Linked DNA regions of Mus musculus: all the other regions are linked to region 6. A link is a contact called in public Hi-C, HiChIP or PLAC-seq and promoter capture Hi-C data. All regions are on one chromosome and are shown on one strand. The core of a region is the stretch at or near the end of the contact, and the rest is flanking DNA. Distances in the headings are between cores, read along the strand shown. Region 1 has its middle 7.3 kb from the start of Gm14041. Region 2 holds the start of F830045P16Rik (RIKEN cDNA F830045P16 gene). Region 3 overlaps Gm39932 (a long non-coding RNA gene). Region 4 holds the start of 4930402H24Rik (RIKEN cDNA 4930402H24 gene). Region 5 holds the start of Ckap2l (cytoskeleton associated protein 2-like). Region 6 holds the start of Snrpb (small nuclear ribonucleoprotein B). Region 7 overlaps F830045P16Rik (RIKEN cDNA F830045P16 gene).

Region 1 (2,791 bases), core at 9-2,508, 600 kb after region 6:
TTGGAGCGGCTTGACTCAGTGACTCCTAAAGGATCTGTTTCTGACCTAGGCTTGTTGGCCACAGAGCCAGTGTGATCTTGGGCACACTTTCTCTGTAAATTGAGGGGGTAAATGAGATAAGCGGGGGGCGTAGAACTGGAGCATCTCAGGAGCCCTGGAGGAACCTGGGCAGCAGGATTTGGGGGCAAGGGAACCATATCAGGAAACGCAAGAAGGTAGCAAGATACACAAGGGGTTCGGAGACTCCAGGTATTGGATGGACGGGAGCTCGTGATGTGTGGTGGGATCTATATGTGCTATGGCTGTGTGTGTTGAATTCAAGTGTGTGACATATTACTGTAGATAGGGAGGTGTGTGCTAGGAAGCGAAGGCACAGAGAGGGTAACCTTTTCACTGATCTTCTTGGGGTGGGTAGTTTCAGTTCCTGTCACTTTGAATATCTATGCCCCTTGGTCTCTGCCTTTCCAACCCTCACAGGGAACTAAGTGGGCCAGATGCTGGGTGATTTGTGGCAAAAAAAAAAAAAAAGAAGAAGAAGAAGAAGATACAATTTTTGCCTCTCAGGAAAGACCCTCATAAATCCAGAGATAATACCAGGAGGAGCGGGGCAGGACAGAGATGCTAAAGGCCTCCAAGGTCAAGCTATTGGGCTTGGACTTAGGCCTCCTGAAGTGGGAAGTCTAGCGAAGCCTTCAGATGATCCTGACTATGGCGTTGCAGATGGAGTGATACCGAGAGCGAGAGCTCCTCACAGAAACCGAGCTTTTTTTGTGGGCAGTCTAACTCAGCACCTGTGTGCATGCTGCGTCTGAGTGTGTATGGTAGTGTGTGTGTTAAGGGTGGACCCACTGCCTCCGCGAGAGGGAATTCAATCATTGCAATCGTTGCCGGTCCTCCGTGGCACAGGGTCGCTCAGCAAGCTGGCACTGGAATATTTTGAGCTTGCGGTAATGAAAGAAAGCTCACAGCAATTTGGCCCATCTTCAGTCTTGAAAGCCGCAGCGCGACATTCAGTCATCGGAGGCTGGGATTATCCAACGCTAATGGGGGCTGCTGCTCTCAGGCCGGTGAGGGAAAGGAGGGCTCAGAGAGGTTAAGTGACTTGCCCAGCATCACAGGATGGGTAATGGGAGGGCAAAGTCCGAGGCGCAGTTTGGCCTCTTCCCCTCCCCCAAGGCAACCCGGCTCCCCAGAATGGATCTTTGCTGAGTTTCCTGAGCGCTGGTTTCCATAGCAGCAGGCCATTCCTGCACAATAGATTCCTCCTCTTCCCTGGGCTTCCTGGCTGTGGAGGCTGCAGGGGCGGGGATGCTCCATCGTAGGGGACTGTTGGGTGCAGGCTTCCAGGAGTGAAAAGGGCCACTTGGGCGGCTTGGGGGCCTCCAGCCCTCACAGAAACCCCACCTCCGTCCCACACCGTGTTCAGGGTTTCTATTTCCACTCCGGAGTTGGGTGTTCTTCAGGTAATGAGCGGAGAGTAAAAAAATGAATAGAAAGTCAACCGGGAAGGACAGACAAAAGCAATTATACAAAAACTAAGACAGGACAAAAGATATGTTTGTTTGCAGATAAATCATTTCACTTTTGCAACCTTGGGAGGGAGGTTCTGCCCCCTCCCCTTACAGAGGAGGAAACTGAGAGTGATGGGTGCTTCACAGAGTACAATCCAAGAGCCAGCCCCTCTCCCATAGGAAGGCATGGTTTAAAATGCAGATTCCCTGACCACGCCCTCACCTATAGAATTCAACTCTCAAGTGACAGCACTTAGGGAGTTCTCCAGGAGAAATTTTAAGAGGGCAAGGGTAGAAATGGCCAGCCTGGGCTTAGCTTGGGTTTATGCATCAGGTAAATGCAGAGCTAGGGTTTAGGACCCAGATGGGAGCGTGAAAGGGGGAGAAATTGGCAAAGAGAGGATTTTCAAAGCAAGACATATGTTCCAGAAGAGACGGCAACAAGAAAAAAAAAAAGTAAGGGAGCCAGAGAAGCAGAGTCAGTGGGCAGAGGTGCCCTGGGCCAAGAGGAGGGGTCTGTGGGGTAATTAGGGCAAGCTTTCAGTGAAGGTGGATGCCCACAGCTCCTCTCTAATCCCTGTGGTGGCTTCTCCAGGGTCTAAGCTTCTTTTTTTCTGGAGGAGGAAACTGAAGAGGCACCAGATTAGCTTTGAACCTTGCAGGCTGCTCCAGAGAGTGTCACCTTTAATCACTAGGCTGCTTTTCAGGGAAAAGGCTCAAGGGCTCAGACCACATTCAAAGTTTGTCTCCATCACTTTCTACCTGTGTAATCCCAAGTACCAGCGTGCCTCAGTTTGCTTACCTGCAAAATGGTGCTCCAAGTGGCTTCTCAGGGGCTCGCCCAAGAGGTGCTCCAAGGGGCTTCTCAGAGGCTCGCCCAAGGGGGCCCAAGGAACACGCATAGAGCAGAATCTAGTGTTGGAGAGCCAGGAAGCACCTAGAACGGGATACTGAATGTTCTCAAATGGGGGAGGGGCTGTTAGCACCTTTTGCCCTGGACTGACTGGGACAAGGGGGAGGAGAGGCCACCAGTGGATTCTGCTAAGCCGAATATTCCATGGGACAGACCCAGTGATCAACTCTTGTCTACATCTGCTGCTGTAAGCCACCAAACTTCTCTAGGAATTCTCTATCCTGAGACTCACAGGAGTTCACTCCTAAGTGTCTTTGGCACAGATGCTGCCACAACGCACGGAGCGTTCTCATGAATGCTGGACATCTGCCCGGTGGCCTTCCCATGTGGCATGGGTGCCGGGGCCATACCTATGGATACTCTGCAC
Region 2 (2,700 bases), core at 184-2,683, 640 kb after region 6:
AGCCAGGCTGCAGGCCAAGTCTGCCAGCCCAGCAGAAGGCTGGAGGGTGGGAGCTGCATCACTATGGGCCCATTTCTATGACCTGCTTGGTCTTGAGTCTGGACCTCCCCTGGCCCAATAAGGTGCTTTTGATTCAGAAGCATCTTAATTTTGGCTAAAGACCACGTGGTTTTCTCCCTGGCCCTCTTTGTCCCCTTCTTTCTTCAGCATCTATCCCAGATGTCTACAGAAGTCACGGCAATGATCTGAGTTGTGGGGAGCCCTAGAAGGATATGGAAAGACAGAGGACTATGAACTCAGAGTCCATATTCCTAGCCTACTGATCCAGGGTCACCTCGCAATCACCATGCCCTGAGCTGAAACCCCTGTTGGGGGCCCTCATCTATCAGCTGCCGACTGACTTCTCTTTCCTCTTACTGTGAACGAGGGTCCTGACGAGTGCTTTGTGGTCTCCTGTAGCCCTGTCTTCCTTTGTGACTAATCCTTCTATTAAACCCTAATCAAATTGCCTGACGCAGGCCTGGCTGCTCCTGCAGGGCCGGCTGCTCCTGCTGCTTTGAACCATAAGGTCCAGGTTAGAATTCTGATCAGGTCTCCCCCCTGGTGAAATCACAGCACCTCACAAAGCCCCTGGGTTTCTCTTTGTGGAGACTAGAGCAGTAACGACATCCAGAAGAGGACATCTTTCAACTGCAGTGCAAACCAGTGGGTTCAGGAACTAAGTCATTTTCTGTTAATTATTACGGTTCCCTCCCTGGAGCCTCACACAGTCCCCAGCATGTATATGTCTGGAAAAAAAAATCTGTGGCAATTACAAAGGAATAAATAAGCAGCAAAAAGGCTGTAAACAATGACCAGGGGCTTATCCACCACCACCACCACCACCACCACACACACACACACACACACACACACACACATGCTTCACTTCAGCTGCACAAAGCAGCTTTTGTTTGAAAGTCCTCATCCCTGGCAAAGCAGGTGGGTGTGAATGTCTATATTTATTAAAACATATTTAGCTTCTATTTCTCTTTACCACCCTTCCACTGCATCCTTGAGAGGCAGCAAAGAATGATGGAAGTATTACTTAGCCATGTTCAACTCCTAGCTTTGCTGCCCATGACTTTTTTGGTCTTCATTTTTCTACTCAATAAACCAGAGCTAGTGATTTATACCTTGTCAAGAGCCCAGGGGAGAAGTCTGAATCAGCCCACTGAGGGTCATCCACTGAGGCTGGTCACAGCCCCCGAGTTGAACCTGGACCATTTGGAAAGACATTGTGACTGGGACATCAGTTCCCTGAAGGGCTCAGGAAGCCCCTGGCTGGTGGCCTGCACTTTTCCTCCAGTTGAAAGGTGCCATCAGACCAGCCGTTCCCAGCCTGTGGTGTGGGCAGACAAGTCTCATGTCCTCTGGTTGTCCCAGTTTCTGTAGACAACAGGCAACTGTCCCTGAGCTGCAGCATCGTCCCCAGGTTTCTGCAGCTGCCATGGGGCATTCAGGCCTGCTGGGATTAGTAACTGGATCATAGCTTGAGAGCCAAGGCCCTAAATATAGGGCTGCCTGTGCCTGATGCAGAAGACCTTGGCACCAGCTGCTCTGCCTTATGTCACAGACAGGGAAACTGAGGCCCAGAAAAGGAGATGGATTTTTCTACTCTTGTTTGGTAAGCGAATAATGACCAGACCTAAATTTCTCACATCAAAGGCTCACTCATCTGCTCAGTCCTTCCCTGACTTAAAGCTTATTTTCCTCACTCTGTCCACTCTCCCTGGCCCACCCTGAACTATATGTCCCAGTTGATGACACTCTTACCTGATCATCCTCCATCCAGTCTACTCTCATACAACAGGAGACTTTCTTGAAAATGCAAATTAAATCACGCCACCCCTGGAATACTCTTGCAGCTTCTGTGTCATCCAGAATGAATGTAAGATTATCTCGGGGGTAATCTTTTTGTACACTGTGTAAAGTTTGTCTTTGTGTTATGCAAATGTTGGTTTCTGTGCCGCCAGAGAGGAGAATACTGGCCAGACTTTGGTATTATTATTTTTATGGATCATCACTTGTGTTGGAAACATTTACCCTTCTCGCCTTCTAATTGGTTTACTAAAGATCTAATGGCCAGTAGCTGAGGCAGGAAAGAATAGATGGAACTTCTGGACAGAGAGAGGGTCTTTGGGAAAGAATCAAGAGGTGGGGGATTCACCAGTGTGACACGGAGGTGGAAGGAACAGGTGTGGAGGTTGAGTGAGAAGTAATGGGCCGTGTGGCAGGATGTGAGCTGGAATTAGTCGGGTTAGAGTTAGCTAGGAGATAACCTGCTACAGAGCCTAAGCTTTCTTAAATAATAAGTCTCTGTGTCATTATTCAGGAGCTGGCGGCTCCAAGAAAGTCTGGCAATAATTGGTGTCCAATGTGAGGGTATGTATATCCAAGCTTAGGGCCTCAGAAAAGTCTCCAGAGGAAAGCATGGAAGATGTTTCCCTAGCAACAGAGCCATGCGGGAGGCCATTGGAGAGGAGCCCCAGACACAGCTACCACAAGTTCTCCCAAGCATGGCACAGCAGGTAGGCACATTACTGACCTGCTGGGCTGAGCTCCTGTGGTGTAGAGGTGTCACCACCCCCTCCAGACTGCTGCTTAGGTGGGAGGTTGGGCTGCTGTGGGCCGGAATGGACAGAGGTCAGAGGTGCTGGC
Region 3 (2,893 bases), core at 140-2,639, 990 kb after region 6:
TTATATTTTCTAATAATGTATAGTTTTTCTTTTTTTTCTTTTCTTTTTCTTTTTTCTTTTTTTTTTTTTTTTTTTTTTTTTTTGGTTTTTTGGTTTTTTGGGTTTTTTTGGTTTTTTGAGACAGGGTTTCTCTGTGCAGCCCTGGCTGTCCTGGAACTCACTCTGTAGACCAGGCTGGCCTCGAACTCAGAAATCCACCTGCCTCTGCCTCCCAAGTGCTGGGATTAAAGGCATGTGCCACCATGCCTGGCTTGTTTTTCATTTTTTAACCAAATGAATTCATACCATGGAATTATGTAACTTGTTCTTTGTTCTGTTACCACTATTCCTTTGCAGTCTTCCTGATTATTTTCTTGGATTATCTGTATAATAATAGTCTACTACAAAGTGTGTGTATGTGTGTGTGTGTCTGTCTGTCTGTCTGTCTGTCTATCGGTCCTTGTGTAACTATTTTAGGTGGGTCATAGGCTGTGTGAATGTTTTCATTATATAATAGTGTGGCAACTTAGACACCTACCCAACACACACAAGAAAACACCTAGGTCAAGGCTAAGGGTGTTTTCAGGTCTCTCTCAGATCACATGCGGCCACCCACATCTCCCTTTCCAGTGCCAGGCTCTCTCTCTAACTCTCCGTTTTATTGAAATCTTTTGATTATTATTCTCATCCAAGCAGCTTTCCCTGTGCCTTCCCCTTCCAGCCTAGACCTGTCCTTTCTCACAAGCCTGTCTCTCCCTGCTTTTCACTACCCCTGCTTCTGTAGACCAAGGTTGCTTTCTTTTTTCCTCTCCCTCACCCGGCCCTCTTCCTAGCCTGTCTTCTCCCAAACAGCCTCCCACAGGCCAGCTGATGAGAGCCTCCTTCCCCCAGCCATGTGGGGTGTATGTTTGCTTATTCAGTGAGATCATCCTCGCCTTCACCTCCTTGCTTGTTGACATCCCAACCTCCACAGAGCCTGCCGTTGGCATGGCGCTTGTTATGGGGTCAGCGTGGGTAACCAAACTCTGAAGAGACAAGGTTTTGCTGCCAACAACTCTGAGTCTGTAGTTACAGACTCAGGCTGGCTCAAGAATCTTGCTGCCAATGAATAGCTCAAGATGAAGCCAGCTCTTGCCCTCACCTCCTGGTGGTTACCCACTTTCACTTCCTGTCACCCTTGGGCATCTAACCCCAGGCCATCCAGACACACCAGCAGTTCTAATGGTGCCCTGGGATGGGGGTACAGGGGGAGATAAATGGAGAAGGAGAAAGGAGTAGCATCTGGTTGGTGCTCAGGGTCCCAGCCTTGAGCTAAGAACACTTTCAGTGCTCTTGGTCCATCCTGCTGCCTGCTGGCTTCCTCTGCCTGCAGGAATAAAGACCAGCGCCTAAGGGACCCGGGGCTAGCAGATTTGACACAGGCTAAGGGAATGAGGAAGCTGCAGATTGTTGTGAATTCCAAGATTAGCATCTCCAGCTAATGGTGCCCCCCCCTCAACCCCCACAATCCCAGGGCACCATTAGAACTGCTGACCAGTAAAGTGTCTGGATGGCCCAGGGTGAGATGCCCAAGGGTGACAGGAAGTGAAAGTGGGTAACACCAGGGCATGGGAGTGGGATGGAGGTGTCTCTTAGCTCCTCTCACTCTTAATTGTCTTCTTTGTTCCCAGAAAAAGGCCAGGACTACTCACTCTCACTGTCATCTATGTCACCTCTAAACGTCTCTCAGTGGCCTGTGCTCTGACTGTAACACCTTTGTACCACAGGTTCGCTGATAGTAGTTCCTACCCACTGGACTTCCTGCCTCTCCACTGGCTTCCTGCCTCTCCATCTCCATGTCACCTTCCACGCCCAAACACTTCAGCCTTTTTATAAGACTTCCTAAGTATGGAGTTCCCTGTATGAGTGTGTGAGTATGCGAGTGTGTGTGTGTGTGTGTATGTATGTGTATGTATGTGTGTGCTTGTCTGTGTGTCTGTGTGCATGCGCGCGCACACACAGGCCTGAAACTCACCGATTCCCTGAAGCAGGCTAGCCAGCGAAGCCCCGGAGATGCTGATCATATCTCTGCTTTCCCTGCGCTGGGATTGCATGTACATACCATCATGCACCCCCCACTCCCCACTCGCGGTGCTGGGGAGTGAACTCAGGTCCTCACATTTTACCCACAGAGCTATCTCTCTAGCCCAAGTGAGGCTCCTTTTTAACACAGTCTCCAATGGTTTCTGTGTACTCTCTACCTATCTGAGGCCACAGCAGCCTCCTTTGCCAGCCCTCATTGTCTCTCCTCAGTCTCCTTGTAGAATCTCACCTAATCTGTGTGCACTGAAATCACTAGGCCCGTTTCCACTAAACCTGTACCTTCTTCCCCACCAACTTGAATTCAAGCTATGTAGCTCTTCCAACAACTGCAGCACAGTCACCCCAAAAGTCTCAGTGACTCAGAGCAGCAGTGGAGTGAGAATTCTGGATTCGTTAAGAAAACACAAATATTACAAGAATGTGTTTTCATTCTAATTCCAGGTGTGGGACATAGGACTGCTTCAGATTGTCCACAGCAGCTGACTATGATTTGCCTCATGTTCTAGCAGAAGTGTGTTTTTGCAGCTGCACATAGTTTCTGCAAATGCATGACATTTGGAATTTTGGGGACTTTTCAGAGGATATATACATGCCAGAGCCCCACAAGTAGGGGCTGATTGGCTGCTTGGTGGTTGTCTGTGGTTTGTTAAGTAGTCATGCACAAAGAAGAAACAACTGCAAGAAAAAATTAGATATTCTGAAGACGAAGATCAAATTTGCCCCAAGGAACTTAAAGCCCCTAAACTGCAGGGAGTAGTCTAACGATAACGTCACCCCCTTTCCCCTCTATCCTTTTTTTCTCTCCTACCTAGTGTTAGGGGATTACTGGGGT
Region 4 (2,740 bases), core at 124-2,623, 660 kb before region 6:
GCAACCAAAGGCACACAATTTTGTTCTGTGCTACAAATTGTAGTAGCCTTCCATCTGGACATGATGATGCAGGCCTGTAATCTCAGAATTTAGGAGGTTGAAGCAAGAGTTCAAGGGTTCAAGTTCAGGGGTTCAAGGTCAGCCTAGGCTACATAAAACATACCAAATGGAGGAGGAAGGAAGAAGGTGAATATCACATTTGCTTGTAGAGAAAAGATGTATTCTCAAAGCTGATTAACAGAGCTGGAGATGTATATAATGACTGGGTGCGTAAAAGCTCGAGGTGTTTCAATAAATTGACTGTTTAGCAATTTACAGTCTCCTGGCTGTTAACAGTGGTCTACAGAACAAAGCAGCTAAGAAAGGCTCTTTCATTCGGAAGCCTGGTCATTGCGCTGCTGATTGGGCTGCTGTCAATGATTAGCTGGGTTTCAGAAGCTGTTGATAACTGGCTGATTTGGAAGCCCCTGAAGAGAGGCTGTCTCTGATTGGCTGATTTTCAGATACTGTGTTGGTTACCTCTAAACAATGGTTACACATTCACGAGTTGGGTCTGAAGGCAAAATTTTATTTTCCTTTAAGTATAAAAATAAGCATTTTAGTTCCTTCTCTTTTTCAAACCTGCAAGAGATACCTTGGGGATTGTTAAAATCTTTATGAGTGGAAGAAGGATTTTTTTCAGCCAGTACTATTTATAAATAATTCAAAGGCTGATCATTGTAGCAGGGAAACTAGTCTTGTGGTGTTATAATTTACCATGAAAAGATGAATTTAGGACACGTAGGACATCTTGACAAGGTCGATATGTGATGCTAAAGTAGACCTTGTATATAGTAAGCAACTCTCCACTTTATGCAGGAAGGAACTTGGGCTCTGAGATTTTTTCTGGCCCACCGACCCACAGCTGGAAACAATTCTATCCAGACTCTGAACTGCAAAGGCAGGCGTCTCCTGGGATACTGTGAGCACACTGATGCCAGTGCTCTCAACAGGCCGCATCGCTAAGGGGCCGAACGTTCCAAGGATGGATAGGCAACTGATGTGAAACAGATAACTGTAGCCAGGCAGCGGTCCAGGACACCTAGAGATAAAGCCAAATACAGACCAGAAGAAGCCTAGCCCGGCCCTCGCGGGAGCGAGACCCCGCCCCGGGCGCGTCCGCGAGCGTGGCTGTAGCTCCCGCAGAACCCTCACCGCACTGAGAGACCTTAGGGCCCGGAGGTGTGGTGTCCCGGAGCCTGCGCCTGGCGGCCCGCACCCCAAGTCCGTCTGGCTCCTCCGCAGCACGGTGCGGCGCTGGGCCGGACTCACACTGACGCCCCCGCTGCGCGCGCTCCCGCCCCGCCCCCGCGTGCCCGCGCGCGCCGACCCCGCCCCCTTGGCGCACCCTCGCTCCGCCCTGCCGCTGGCCCGCAGCGGTGCCGGCCCCAGCGACCCTCCGCGGCCCCCAGGTCCTACGCCGCCAGCCTCCATGGACTCGTTCGACCCCCAGCAGCTGGGGCTGTCCCCCGCGCGCTTCGCTGGCACCTTTGGCAGTGGGGCGGCCTCCGTCAGGTATGCCGCGTCGAGACAGCCGAGGGTGGCCCGGGATGCGCCTTGGGGCGGCTACGCCTCGGGCGGCAGGGCGTGGTCTGATATGGCTTCCTTGCGGAGGATTGTTTCAAACGGCTCTGAGAAGAACGTTTGCCCAGGGACAGGCGGCCTTCTGGAGGGACCCTGCTATGTCTGTAGCTCGACAACCCACTGCGGTTTCCGGGAAGACCCCATTGTGACATCCCCACCCCATGGACCGGTTTTCCCTTAAACCTTCCCCACCGACAGCCCACCGCTAGAGGCCCTGTGTTCACGCGAGTGGAGCTCCCGAAACTGCCGCGTAAACCCCTTTGCTCCTAGGTGTCCAGACCCTTTGCCCCAGACTGCCGCTCGATTATAGAGTTTCCAGTCCCCTGCGTGTACAGGGAACTCCGCTCACCTGTCCCTGGCCACTGCATCCAACCCCTTTCCCTTGGGGAGCACCTGTTTCAGGGGCTTGAAGGTCATTGGGGGCGCAGGAAGAAAAAGGAAACTGGATGGAGAGGGAAAAGGAGGCTCGGAACCCCCCAGAGCGGCTGACACTAGGTTCGTGATAAGGAGTGCGGGTGGACTGGAAGGGGAGTTGATATTAGGGAGTGCTGCCCTGCCCTTTTCCATACAGAAGATCTGTTTCCAATTTCTGCTCTCTGTCTTTGGGGCTGACCTTGATAGCCGTCCGGGCTTTGTTTGTGAAGGAGCTAGTATGCGGCTGCCAGAGAAACGCGGAGGTTGGAGTGGTGGAGGTGTTGCAGTAGGAGCCTATAAGAAAGGGAAGGGAGGAGTCATTGGGGTTTGGGTACTGCTAACCTGTCATTAAACCAGAAGAGGCCTTTTTTGTTTGCTTACTTGCAGCCATTTGGCAAAGCAATATGCTATTGTTCCCTTGAGTGGGGGTTGTCAACTAATATTAGAATAGCTTATCCTATTTTCTGTCTTTTTTTTTTTTTTTAATTGAGACCGGGTCTCACTGTAGACCAGGCTGACCTTGAACCCGAAAAGATCCACCTGCCTCTGCCTCCTGAATGCTGAGTCTGTGCCACCGTGTCTGGCCGGCTTTTTCTGTGTTCTTGATTGAGTGTTGTATTGTGTTCTCTCTCTCTCTCTCTCTCTCTCTCCTCTCTCATGTCTGTCTCTCTCTTCTCTCTCTCTCTGTCTGTGTGTGTGTGTT
Region 5 (2,949 bases), core at 15-2,514, 880 kb after region 6:
ATATGGGTGCTGGGAACCAACTCTGGTGGCCTGCCAGAGCACTGCATGCTCCTTACCCCAGCCATCTCAGCGCTTTTTATCATATTAAAAAACAAAAACAAAAGCAAAAACTTTTGTGATTTTTTTTTTATTCTCCTTCACTCACCTGATAATGTTTAGGTATGCCAGTGATAACCTTTTCCTTCTCTTTCCTTCATGATTTTTTTTTTCTTTCTAGCAGGCCTTTGTTAGCATTTTAACTTTACCTTGTAGATGTTTTTCTGTTTAAATAAACTATTATGTTTCCATGTTTTATTTCCATTCTTAAATTTATATAATTCTGTTCTTTACATTTTCTATTAGGAAATCTTTGTTATTCTTTTAAAAACTCTTCTAACCCCTTGCCCTTTTCTCTTCCCACCATAACATCCTTCTCCAATAAATATCTTTTACGAGATTTGCTGCCTCATATGACTTTCGCGTTGGAAGAAGCCAAGAAGCAATTGACAGAGGAAGGGAAGAAACAAAGAAGTGGAGCGGGGCAGAGGCTCCTGAGCTCCTGGGCTGAGCTGGAGATACCCTCCCCTGGGAACTGCACTGCCTCAGCTGACGAGGCTTCCTCTCAAAGCTGTGTGGTTCCCCGGCTCTGATGTCTCAGGGTGTCCTTCCACAGGAATACCTTCTGACCCTCAGAGCTCTGTGGTTTCTGGGTTTCCGAGTCTCAGGGTGCCTTTCCAAGGGGACACTGTCCCACCTCAGAGCTGTGTGGCTCCTGAGCTCCTGTGTCTTAGGATGCCCTTCCCTTGAGACACTTTTGACAGATTGCGCCATTTTGACAGCTCCCGCGAGCTGCTCAGGGACTACACGGAGTTATGTTGTTTCTGTCCGGTATTCGGCTACAAGAATGAGAACAATAACTGATACGGACCATTTTCGTTTGGCATGCTATTATTTGCAGCCAAAGCCAGCCTAACTGATAGCACAGAGACTTAGGCTCCGGCTTGTTTCTCCCCGTTTCTTCAACTGTCACAACCGTCCTTAACCCAAATTTGGCTACAATTAGAGCCACTCCTCCGCCAGCCAGCATCACCCACCAGCTCCCACCTCAGAGGCACCGCTGCGGAAGTGACCTAGCCATAGGGCGGGCCTTCTCAGAAACTCTCCAATCGCAGAGCCTCAGGGGAGGTCCCCAGTGGGAATCGCCGAATGTCCATTTCCTGTTATCCCGCCCTCTCCGTCTTTTTATTGGCGAATTTCAAAGTCGCGGAAGCCAATAGGAGCGTCCAGACGGGCGCCCGGTTCTCGTACTAGAACAAGGCGCGCCCTTTGAAGGAAGAAACTGTCGCCGTAGAGCCATGGTGGGGCCCGGCCCCACTGCCAGCGCAGCCGCGGGTAAGTGTGGTCGGCAGCCTCCAGAAGCTGCCAGGCCTCCCCCGCCTGCTTCAGTCTCCCCCGAGCTCAGTTAGGTTAAGGACGCTGGACCCGGGCCACGGCGAGGAGCGGCGCGCTCCGTTGCCGCAGGGGGACACCCCTGCATTGCTAGTTATGGCCAGAACTTTGACAGCAGTCAGGTGGCAGGTTCGGCCCCAGTCCGAGTCTCTGCAGGTTCACTGATAAAATGTGCGCTGTCTGGAGGTTGATTGATAAACTGTGGGCTGAGGCTTAAGGATGCTGTGAACCCTGGCCTCCGAGGGACCTGGAGCCCTTTCTACCTCTCCAGTATGCCCCTCCCCCGTGTCACCTTTGAGATGCACACTCTGTCCTCACTTATGGGCCTGCGGTTCTGCGCACCGTCCTAGGCACACAATTTGTAACTCAAGGGTTAAAAAAAAAAGTCTTGATTCCAAATCCTGGCTTTGCTGCACATTAGTGGGTAAATTTAAGCCTGTCACTTCATCTGAGTTTCAAACAGCCAAATACCTCATAGGATTGATGGTTAGTGTAAACAGCTTAGTAAAGAGCTTGGCACCAGGCTGATACCGTTGGTATTGAAAGCAAGCATAACAGGACTGGTGACTTTATCAAAGCCAAAATAGCTACAGGGAAGTATCATATTTAAAGATATAAAGGGTTTTCTGTAATGTTTTTGGTGTTTGCTCGTGTCCATGTTTTACAGAAGAACGGTGGCAGAAGCTCCAGGAGTACCTGGCAGCCAAGGGAAAGCTAAAGGACCCCAACGCCAAGTGAGTTTACCTTCCCATAGTTACACTGGCTTTGTTGCCCCGGTTGCTAACAGCAATGAACGGACCAGCCCTTCTGTTTCCAGTCTGTTTGACTTGCATCATGGTGAATCCTGTAATAACAAAAGGAGCATTTCAGTCCTTGATTTCAGGCATGACTTAAAAAACAAAACAAAACAAAAAACCAGCAACCCCTAGGCAGTGCTGTCTATTGGCAGAAATTTAAGCATTTTTTTTCCTAACAGTCTCCAAAGGAAGGAAGGCTCTACACTACACTGTTACCCACATCTCTGGAAGCTCTTCTGGTTCCTTCTTTCTCCTGGGAAAGTTGGTTCCCAGCAGCGCAGATTTTGATCAAGAAACTGGAGGGCATTTCTATGGTGTGTGCTTACGAAGACAGGAGAGTTGGTTATGGTCAGTCCACAACAGTGGCATGCCAGCGTCCTCCCAACTTGTCCTTTGGTGTTCCCTGGGCATGTATTTGAGGTGGACAGAACATCCTTTGCTTTTCTCAGCACTGTACCATCTTTGCCCTGTTATTTCTCTCTCTTGCTTAGCAGGGTGTATTTGCCTCCCACTTGAGTAGCTCGGTTGGTGTGTGTATGCCAGAGGGGGATTTTGGGTGTCTTGCTCTAACGCTGTCCACCTTATTCCCATAAGACCGGATTGCTCACTGAACCCGAAGCTCACTGCTTAGGTTAAGCAGGCTGGCCAGCACTCTCTCTCCCATGATCCACTCATCCCTGTCCCCTAGTGCCTAGGGTTAGAGGGATACTCACCGTGCCTGATT
Region 6 (3,012 bases), core at 220-2,719:
GTTTTGTTTTTGTTTTTCAAGATAGGTTTTCTCTGTGTAGCTCTGGCTGTCCTGGAACTAGCTCTGTAGAGCAGGCTGGCCTCGAACTCACAGTGATCAGCCTGTCTCTGCCTCCTGAGTGCTGGTGTTAAAGGCCACCACTGCCTGACTAAATCCCGTTTTTGTTTTTGTTGTTTTGTTTTTTCAATAATTTTCTTTTATTCACTTTATATCTGGATCATAGCCCTTGCTCCCTCTTCTATTCCCAAATCCCGCCCTTACAAATCCCCCCCCCCGCCCCCACCATTGCCTCCATCCCATACCACTGTTGGTCCCAAGGGGGATTCCAATCTCATTCAGATGGGAAACTAAATAGTCATTGGAGGTGGATGGACAGAGGGAACTGGGTAGGGGAGGAAGGGGTGAGGAAGGGAATGGGTGGGGGTGGGGGTGTGATGTGGTGGGGAGGAGTTGGGGTTTTTCTCTGGTGGCTAGCTGGAGCCTGGGGCTGGGGAGGATACCTATGGAGGTGACTCTAGCTGAGATTCCTACCAGAGGGGGATATAGAGACTGAAGTAGCCACCTCCTGTAGCCAGGCCGGACTCCGAGAGGCGGGAAGGGGACATCAATCCAAACTTCGACCCAAAATTTGTCTTGCTTAAATCCCGGTTTTTAAAGTCAATTCAAGGGTGCCAAAATACACTTGCGTTAAGTGAAAAGGATATGCATATCGTAAGCGTGCTTATGTAGAAAAAAAATTAGCATATTGTGACTTGGGGAGTTACTCCGAGTCTGGGAAGGCATGCCCTTCCAATAATAAGGGGACTACGGTTTAGTATGTCAGATAGCAATCAATATTTGAAAACAAGCAAAAAGGAAGCGCGAAGAGCCTGAGAAAGTTGCATTTTTTTTTTTTTTTCCTAGAAAGAATGGTCAGGAAAGTCCTCACCAGGACTGTCATTTCTGTTTAAATCCTGGAGGTAAGGGCATGAGGGTGTGCATATACCTGCGAGTCTAGCGCTCCTGGTGAGACAAAAGCAAATGCAAAGAGGGAAGAACATAGAGAGAAGCTAGAGAAGTGGCTTCCTAGAGTGAGTTCACAAGAGCGCTGGGTGAGAACTGGATGGGAGTGGGGTCTGGGACATCGGCGTGTAAACCAAGCACTCCAGCGGAGACTTTAGCTGGGGAGGTGTCTGTCCTCCAAGGATGTTTGCCGCCCAAGTATGGTGTACGCCAGCATCTGGTACTAAGAACGCGGTGGGTAGGAGGATCCGAAGCTCAAGACCCAGTGAGACCCGGTCTAAAGCAAAACAAAACGAGGAGGAAAACTCCAATAAAATCAACAAAGGGGGGGAAAAATCCACCCAAAACAAAACAAAACAAAACAAAACCACCACACAATCCGTCAGCTGATGCTAATGCTCCGCCCCCTAATTGCGTTCCAGAGACCGGAACTCCAGGTCCGAGGCCGGACCGGAAGTAGCTTCACTAGCGGCGGCATTTTGCAGGCAGCATTTCCGTTAGCGGCGGCGGCGGGAATCCAGCGGCTGGCTGGCTGGCGACTAGGCCTCTGTGGCAGAGAATCCGGCGGGAATCTGAGCCATCCGAGCCGCCACCATGGTGAGAAGGCGCGGGCTGGCTGTAGGGCGCTCGGGGGTGCGGAACGGGGCGGTAGCTGGCGGCGTCCGTGGGCTGGAGCCGAGCCGAGCCGCCCGTGGCGGAGGAGGTCGGGGTGGAAGCCGCTTCATCCCAGCGCCAAAGGCCTGGACTTGCCGTGAGGCTGCGACCGGGTAGAGGGGAAGGCCGACCGGGGTACAGAGGCCGATGCGCGGCCGTCAAACGTCGTGTCCCGGAGCCACGGCGGTTTCGGCCCCGCGGCCTCCGTAGCTTTAAACTTGGGCGTCAGTGTGTGCCCGGGCTTTTGGAGCTGGCGCAGGCCTCGGGCCGACCGGGCAGCGCCGGGCGAGGCGGAGGAGTAGCGGAGGTCACGGCCCGAAACCGGAGTCGAGCAGCGGAGGGAGCGGGAGGCTGGAGGAGAGGGTTTGCCAGCAGAGCGCGCGCGACCTTGCTTCTCGTATTTTGATGTTGGGCTGTGTCGGGCGCCGGGGCTGCACCCTAAAGTAAGTTCTGTCTTCACTTGGGCCAGTTTCTGGCCAGGCAGTCCTAATATAGCTACAATATAACTAATATCGCAGTGGTAGCTCAGCGTTAGGCAAAAGTAACGGCAGTGGGAGGAACGAGAACGTTTTCTCCAGGAGGTGACTCCCAAATGATTGTTTCGGGGCACCCGGCTCCCCCATGGGAGGGAGGGTTAGCAATCTGGAAAACTGAGAGAGCAAAGCAGTCGATGGCACGAACTTTCCAGGAGTCTGGTTGCTGAAGGCCCAGTCTTGCTTTATCCTGTTGGTAGTGAACGATCGCTGCAAGATTTTTCCCAGGCTTAATGAACTTAAGTTCTTAAAGGTCAGCCAGGGAAAGTGGTCTTTGCTTGAAATCTCAGTTTGTTATAATTTCTGTACTCAAAATCCTAATTTTATTTAGTTTTGGCTACAGACCACATGTAATAAATACCTCGAATCTCTCCAAAAGATTACTCTAGTTGCGTGGCTGAAGAAACCCGAGGTGCTCAAACAGGATATTGCTTTTCTTTTTTCTTTTTTTCCAAGAGTTGACTGAGGCAAGTCCTTACATAATCTTCAGCCGGAGTAGCCTATTTTACCAGTAAAAATGAATGACACTGGGTCCAATTTTGAGGATCAAATGAAATACACAATCCCTTTCAAGGGCCTGGATATACAGGGAGTATCCAATAAGGTATATTAGCTGTTACTAGGCAAAGGGACCGATGTATGCTGATCCCCGTGAACAGTTATGTAAGGGGATTAAGCAGAAAACACAATCTGGATCTTTAGGTTAGGATGGGGTAATGCTTACGGGAGTGAACAGCACTTGCAGTTCCTGGCAGAGATGATACTTGGGTGGTTGGGGGTGGCATAACGCCAGTTAGATGCGGGTGGGGGGGCATGTTTCTGA
Region 7 (2,785 bases), core at 21-2,520, 690 kb after region 6:
CGCGCCTGGCTGCTTGGGTTTTGGATGACTCTGGATGCAGTCAACTTGAAAATCAAGATGAGCCACCACACCGAGGATACTACAAATCTCTTTTGTCTTTAGCATCATAGTCAGGATCCCTCCCCTAGCCCCAAGCCATTTGGCTGGTGACATCCAGCTGATGATACGCCTGAAAGATTAGCCCTGGTATAATTGATAAGCCTTTGTTCATTATTTTATGTTTTTATTTATCATCGACCACAAAAGATATAGCCTACTTGAATTTTGTAACTATTTGTTTACAGTCTTAAACGAATTTGGAATTCCTCTGGGGATTCCCATAGAGTCAATGCAGATACTAAAGGACCCAGATATTGTCCTCTTATCCCTGGACTTAGCTTTACTAGGAGGAGGGGAGTGGAAGGCCAGGGTAAAGGGTGCAGCCAATGAGGCAGTGTGCAGGTCCCACCAGTCTGGTTGTAGGCTTGAATAAAAAGTTCCATGGCCCATAGAGCCACCATATTTTAGCTTGTGAGATGAGCACAGAATACTTATCACATGTCCCTTGTTAGTTTGAGACATTCATAGTGTGGATACAGGCTCCAAGCGTCCCCCATTAGACAAAAGAATCCATCCCCCTGTTGTGTGAGACTTGAGAAGTAGCTCGTCTTCCCTATTAAGGAGGGGTGTTCATTGGTGGCTCTGCTTATAAAGTTGGGAACAGGAGCAAAAGATTCTGGCAAGTCTCGCTTTCCCATATTCTGCAACATTCATCAACTAACACTCAATTGCTACAGTGGGCTCTGTGCCCCATCCAAGGGAAAGAGTACTGTTTTCGTCAGGGGATGTTCTTATGTGCAAGCAACACGTATTGTAAAGTCAATCAATTTTATCAAAGTCTTTAATTCTCCATATCGAATTCTTTGCATACATAAAAAAGTAAAACCAAAGTGAATTCTATCAGCATTAAGTCCTTTATATAATATGGTTTTGTGTGGTTTGTTGTAAGTGCTGGCCCATGGTCTAATCCTGTAGTAATAGGAATTACAAACCTAGAAACCATTTCTTTTAGAAGCAGGGCCACCTCCTATGAGTAGAAAAGATTTCTATCCAGCCTGAGAAACTACACAGACAAGCAAGCATTTGTAACCCCTGATTTAGGGAAGTTCTGTAAAGTCAACAACCAATTTTTTTTTAATTGGGTTTTTCCAAAATTCTGCATTTGAGGAGGGCCCTAAGTCACTGTCATGGGTTATCCTGGGCACTGGGTCACACTGTCCACATGCTCATTGGGTATCCTGGCAAGTTAGGGAACATAAAAATGTGAGCCTAATATAGTTTCCAGAGCTGTCTGGCTGATGTGAGCTCCCTTATGGAACTGTTTAACCAACTCGGGGCAATGGCCTCAAGGATGGCTATCATTTCTCGTCAAATGCTCAATAGTCCCTGTTTTCAGTCTTAAACAGCCATTTCTTTTTGTAATTGGGGTCCCATTTACTTAATAGGCTGGGAATCAATGAGGTTAGTCACAAAGGAAGTTCTTCTACCACTACCTCCTCCCCCCTACATTTTGGGGAAGTTGCTACTTCTGTTTCTTTCTGCTCTGTGGTTGCCCCAGGCAGTAGCAATATTTCCCTTTTGCATGTAGCAGAAGACAGATAATTTTACCACATTATCAGTAGCAACTGGGAGGGGGAAGGTCTTTGTCTCTGAAGATCTAGCACATTGCCATCTGTATATATATTCGTTTTTATTACACCCCCCCTTTCAGTGGTAAGCTACATATCTCTCACATACTTGTTTAGCAATGGTGTAGACCCCATATGATTATAACATCTATATTGCATCAAATGTAGCCTGAGGTCCCTGCTGATTTCTTTTTTTGTTGTTTTGTTTTTGTTGATATTGCTGGTTTTTGTTTGTTGGTTGGTTTCTGTTTGTTGTTGTTGTTTTGAGGCATGATTTCTCTGTGTATCCCTAGCTGTGCTGAAACTTGTTCTGTAGACCACGCTGGCCTCAAACTCACAGAGAGCCACTTGCTTCTGCCTCTCAAGTGCTGGCAGAGCACTTGGGCATGTACCTCCATGCTGACCATAGGCACAACTTTTTAAGTTAGTTTTTGTTACCATGAATAGATCATTATCACCTTAGGAATCTTAATAAACTTTAATGATTAATTGTATCATCCTTAAGTCCTGTCTTAGTTAAGGTTATTATTGCTGTGATGAAACACCATGACCAAAGCAACTTGGGAAGGAAAGGGTTTATTTGACTTATACTTCCATATCACTATTCATCTTTGAAGGAAGTCAGGATAGGAACTTAAACAGGGCAGGAACCAGGAGGCAGGAGCTATGGAGGGTAGTGCTGACTAGCTTTCTCTTCATGGCTTGCTCAGCCTTCTTTCTAATAGAACCAGGGTGATCAGCCCAGGAATGGCCCTACCCACACTGGGCTGGGCCCTCCCATATCAATAACTAATTAAGAAAATTTCATACAGTCTCGCTTATAGACAGACCAATCTTATGGAGGTATTTTATCAACTGAGATTCCTTCCTCTTCAATAACCCTAGTTTGTGTCAAGATGACATAAAACTAGCCAGAACAATGGATCCTTTGTCAATTTGACACACAAACACATCACTTTTAAGCAACAACCTTTCCTCTCTTGTCCATCTCCAAGATTTCACGTGAATATCAACATTACAATATAAACATCCCACAGTCTTTAAAAACTCAAACACTTAAAAATTCAGTCACTTTAAAATATTCAGGCTCTTTTAAAATCCAAAATCTTCGTAAAATC

Evidence for each region. Promoter capture Hi-C pulls out the DNA fragments that hold promoters and counts their contacts. Hi-C and Micro-C count contacts between places; a contact is called where the count stands out from the background. HiChIP or PLAC-seq counts read pairs in DNA pulled down with a chosen protein or histone mark.
Region 1: an H3K4me3 HiChIP or PLAC-seq map of neural tube shows a contact between it and region 6, with 3 times the contacts expected there. The contact joins the enhancer-like site here to the promoter of Snrpb in region 6. A contact is called at or near these places in 2 of 39 promoter capture datasets (cranial neural crest and stem cell-derived epiblast-like cells), 4 of 115 datasets of contacts at active chromatin or transcription factors (embryonic stem cells, extraembryonic endoderm stem cells and neural tube) and 1 of 9 other capture datasets (embryonic stem cells).
Region 2: a promoter capture Hi-C map of liver shows a contact between it and region 6, with 2.2 times the contacts expected there. The contact joins the promoter of F830045P16Rik here to the promoter of Snrpb in region 6. A contact is called at or near these places in 7 of 39 promoter capture datasets (the 3T3-L1 cell line, embryonic stem cells, frontonasal cranial neural crest and 3 more) and 3 of 115 datasets of contacts at active chromatin or transcription factors (astrocytes, embryonic forebrain and embryonic stem cells).
Region 3: a contact with region 6 is called in an H3K27ac HiChIP or PLAC-seq map of acute myeloid leukemia, with 11 times the contacts expected there. The contact joins the enhancer-like site here to the promoter of Snrpb in region 6. A contact is called at or near these places in 3 of 39 promoter capture datasets (the HPC-7 cell line and liver), 1 of 484 Hi-C or Micro-C datasets (muscle stem cells) and 2 of 115 datasets of contacts at active chromatin or transcription factors (acute myeloid leukemia and astrocytes).
Region 4: an H3K27ac HiChIP or PLAC-seq map of extraembryonic endoderm stem cells shows a contact between it and region 6, with 4 times the contacts expected there. The contact joins the promoter of 4930402H24Rik here to the promoter of Snrpb in region 6. A contact is called at or near these places in 1 of 39 promoter capture datasets (erythroid cells) and 1 of 115 datasets of contacts at active chromatin or transcription factors (extraembryonic endoderm stem cells).
Region 5: a Hi-C map of brain shows a contact between it and region 6, with 5 times the contacts expected there. The contact joins the promoter of Ckap2l here to the promoter of Snrpb in region 6. A contact is called at or near these places in 4 of 484 Hi-C or Micro-C datasets (Th1 cells, brain, embryonic stem cells and 1 more) and 4 of 115 datasets of contacts at active chromatin or transcription factors (astrocytes, embryonic forebrain, embryonic stem cells and 1 more).
Region 7: an H3K27ac HiChIP or PLAC-seq map of acute myeloid leukemia shows a contact between it and region 6, with 5 times the contacts expected there. The contact joins the enhancer-like site here to the promoter of Snrpb in region 6. A contact is called at or near these places in 7 of 39 promoter capture datasets (the HPC-7 cell line, cranial neural crest, embryonic stem cells and 3 more), 5 of 484 Hi-C or Micro-C datasets (the HPC-7 cell line, cortical neurons, palatal mesenchyme and 1 more), 10 of 115 datasets of contacts at active chromatin or transcription factors (acute myeloid leukemia, astrocytes, embryonic forebrain and 6 more) and 1 of 9 other capture datasets (embryonic stem cells).

What each region holds. Positions count from the first base shown.
Region 1 is chr2:129,572,963-129,575,753 of GRCm38.p6, reverse strand. No RefSeq gene overlaps it. Among named protein-coding and RNA genes, the nearest start is that of Gm14041, 7.3 kb to the right of the region's middle. Within about 2 kb of position 1,258, at least 103 of the 459 cell types and tissues checked have an H3K27ac peak or open chromatin away from gene starts, as enhancers often do. A contact at or near this core is called in neural tube, where this site is marked.
Region 2 is chr2:129,535,335-129,538,034 of GRCm38.p6, reverse strand. It overlaps F830045P16Rik (RIKEN cDNA F830045P16 gene), which reads left to right and starts at 1,433. Exons shown (of 7, transcript NM_177653.3): 1 at 1,433-1,666. The coding sequence starts at 1,573.
Region 3 is chr2:129,184,722-129,187,614 of GRCm38.p6, reverse strand. All of the region lies in intron 1 of Gm39932 (a long non-coding RNA gene), which reads right to left. Among named protein-coding and RNA genes, the nearest start is that of Gm39932, 3.6 kb to the right of the region's middle. Within about 2 kb of position 1,389, at least 64 of the 459 cell types and tissues checked have an H3K27ac peak or open chromatin away from gene starts, as enhancers often do. A contact at or near this core is called in the HPC-7 cell line and acute myeloid leukemia, where this site is marked.
Region 4 is chr2:130,838,778-130,841,517 of GRCm38.p6, reverse strand. It overlaps 4930402H24Rik (RIKEN cDNA 4930402H24 gene), which reads left to right and starts at 1,373. Exons shown (of 37, transcript NM_029432.2): 1 at 1,373-1,554. The coding sequence starts at 1,472.
Region 5 is chr2:129,295,527-129,298,475 of GRCm38.p6, reverse strand. It overlaps Ckap2l (cytoskeleton associated protein 2-like), which reads left to right and starts at 1,264. Exons shown (of 9, transcript NM_181589.3): 1 at 1,264-1,371; 2 at 2,096-2,162. The coding sequence starts at 1,335. Gm14023 (predicted gene 14023) reads right to left here and starts at 1,106. Exons shown (of 5, transcript NR_040371.1): 1 at 1,074-1,106.
Region 6 is chr2:130,177,821-130,180,832 of GRCm38.p6, reverse strand. It overlaps Snrpb (small nuclear ribonucleoprotein B), which reads left to right and starts at 1,469. Exons shown (of 7, transcript NM_009225.2): 1 at 1,469-1,599. The coding sequence starts at 1,597.
Region 7 is chr2:129,488,471-129,491,255 of GRCm38.p6, reverse strand. All of the region lies in intron 1 of F830045P16Rik (RIKEN cDNA F830045P16 gene), which reads left to right. Among named protein-coding and RNA genes, the nearest start is that of Gm14040, 26 kb to the left of the region's middle. Within about 2 kb of position 1,270, at least 85 of the 459 cell types and tissues checked have an H3K27ac peak or open chromatin away from gene starts, as enhancers often do. A contact at or near this core is called in the HPC-7 cell line, acute myeloid leukemia, hematopoietic stem and progenitor cells and 2 more, where this site is marked.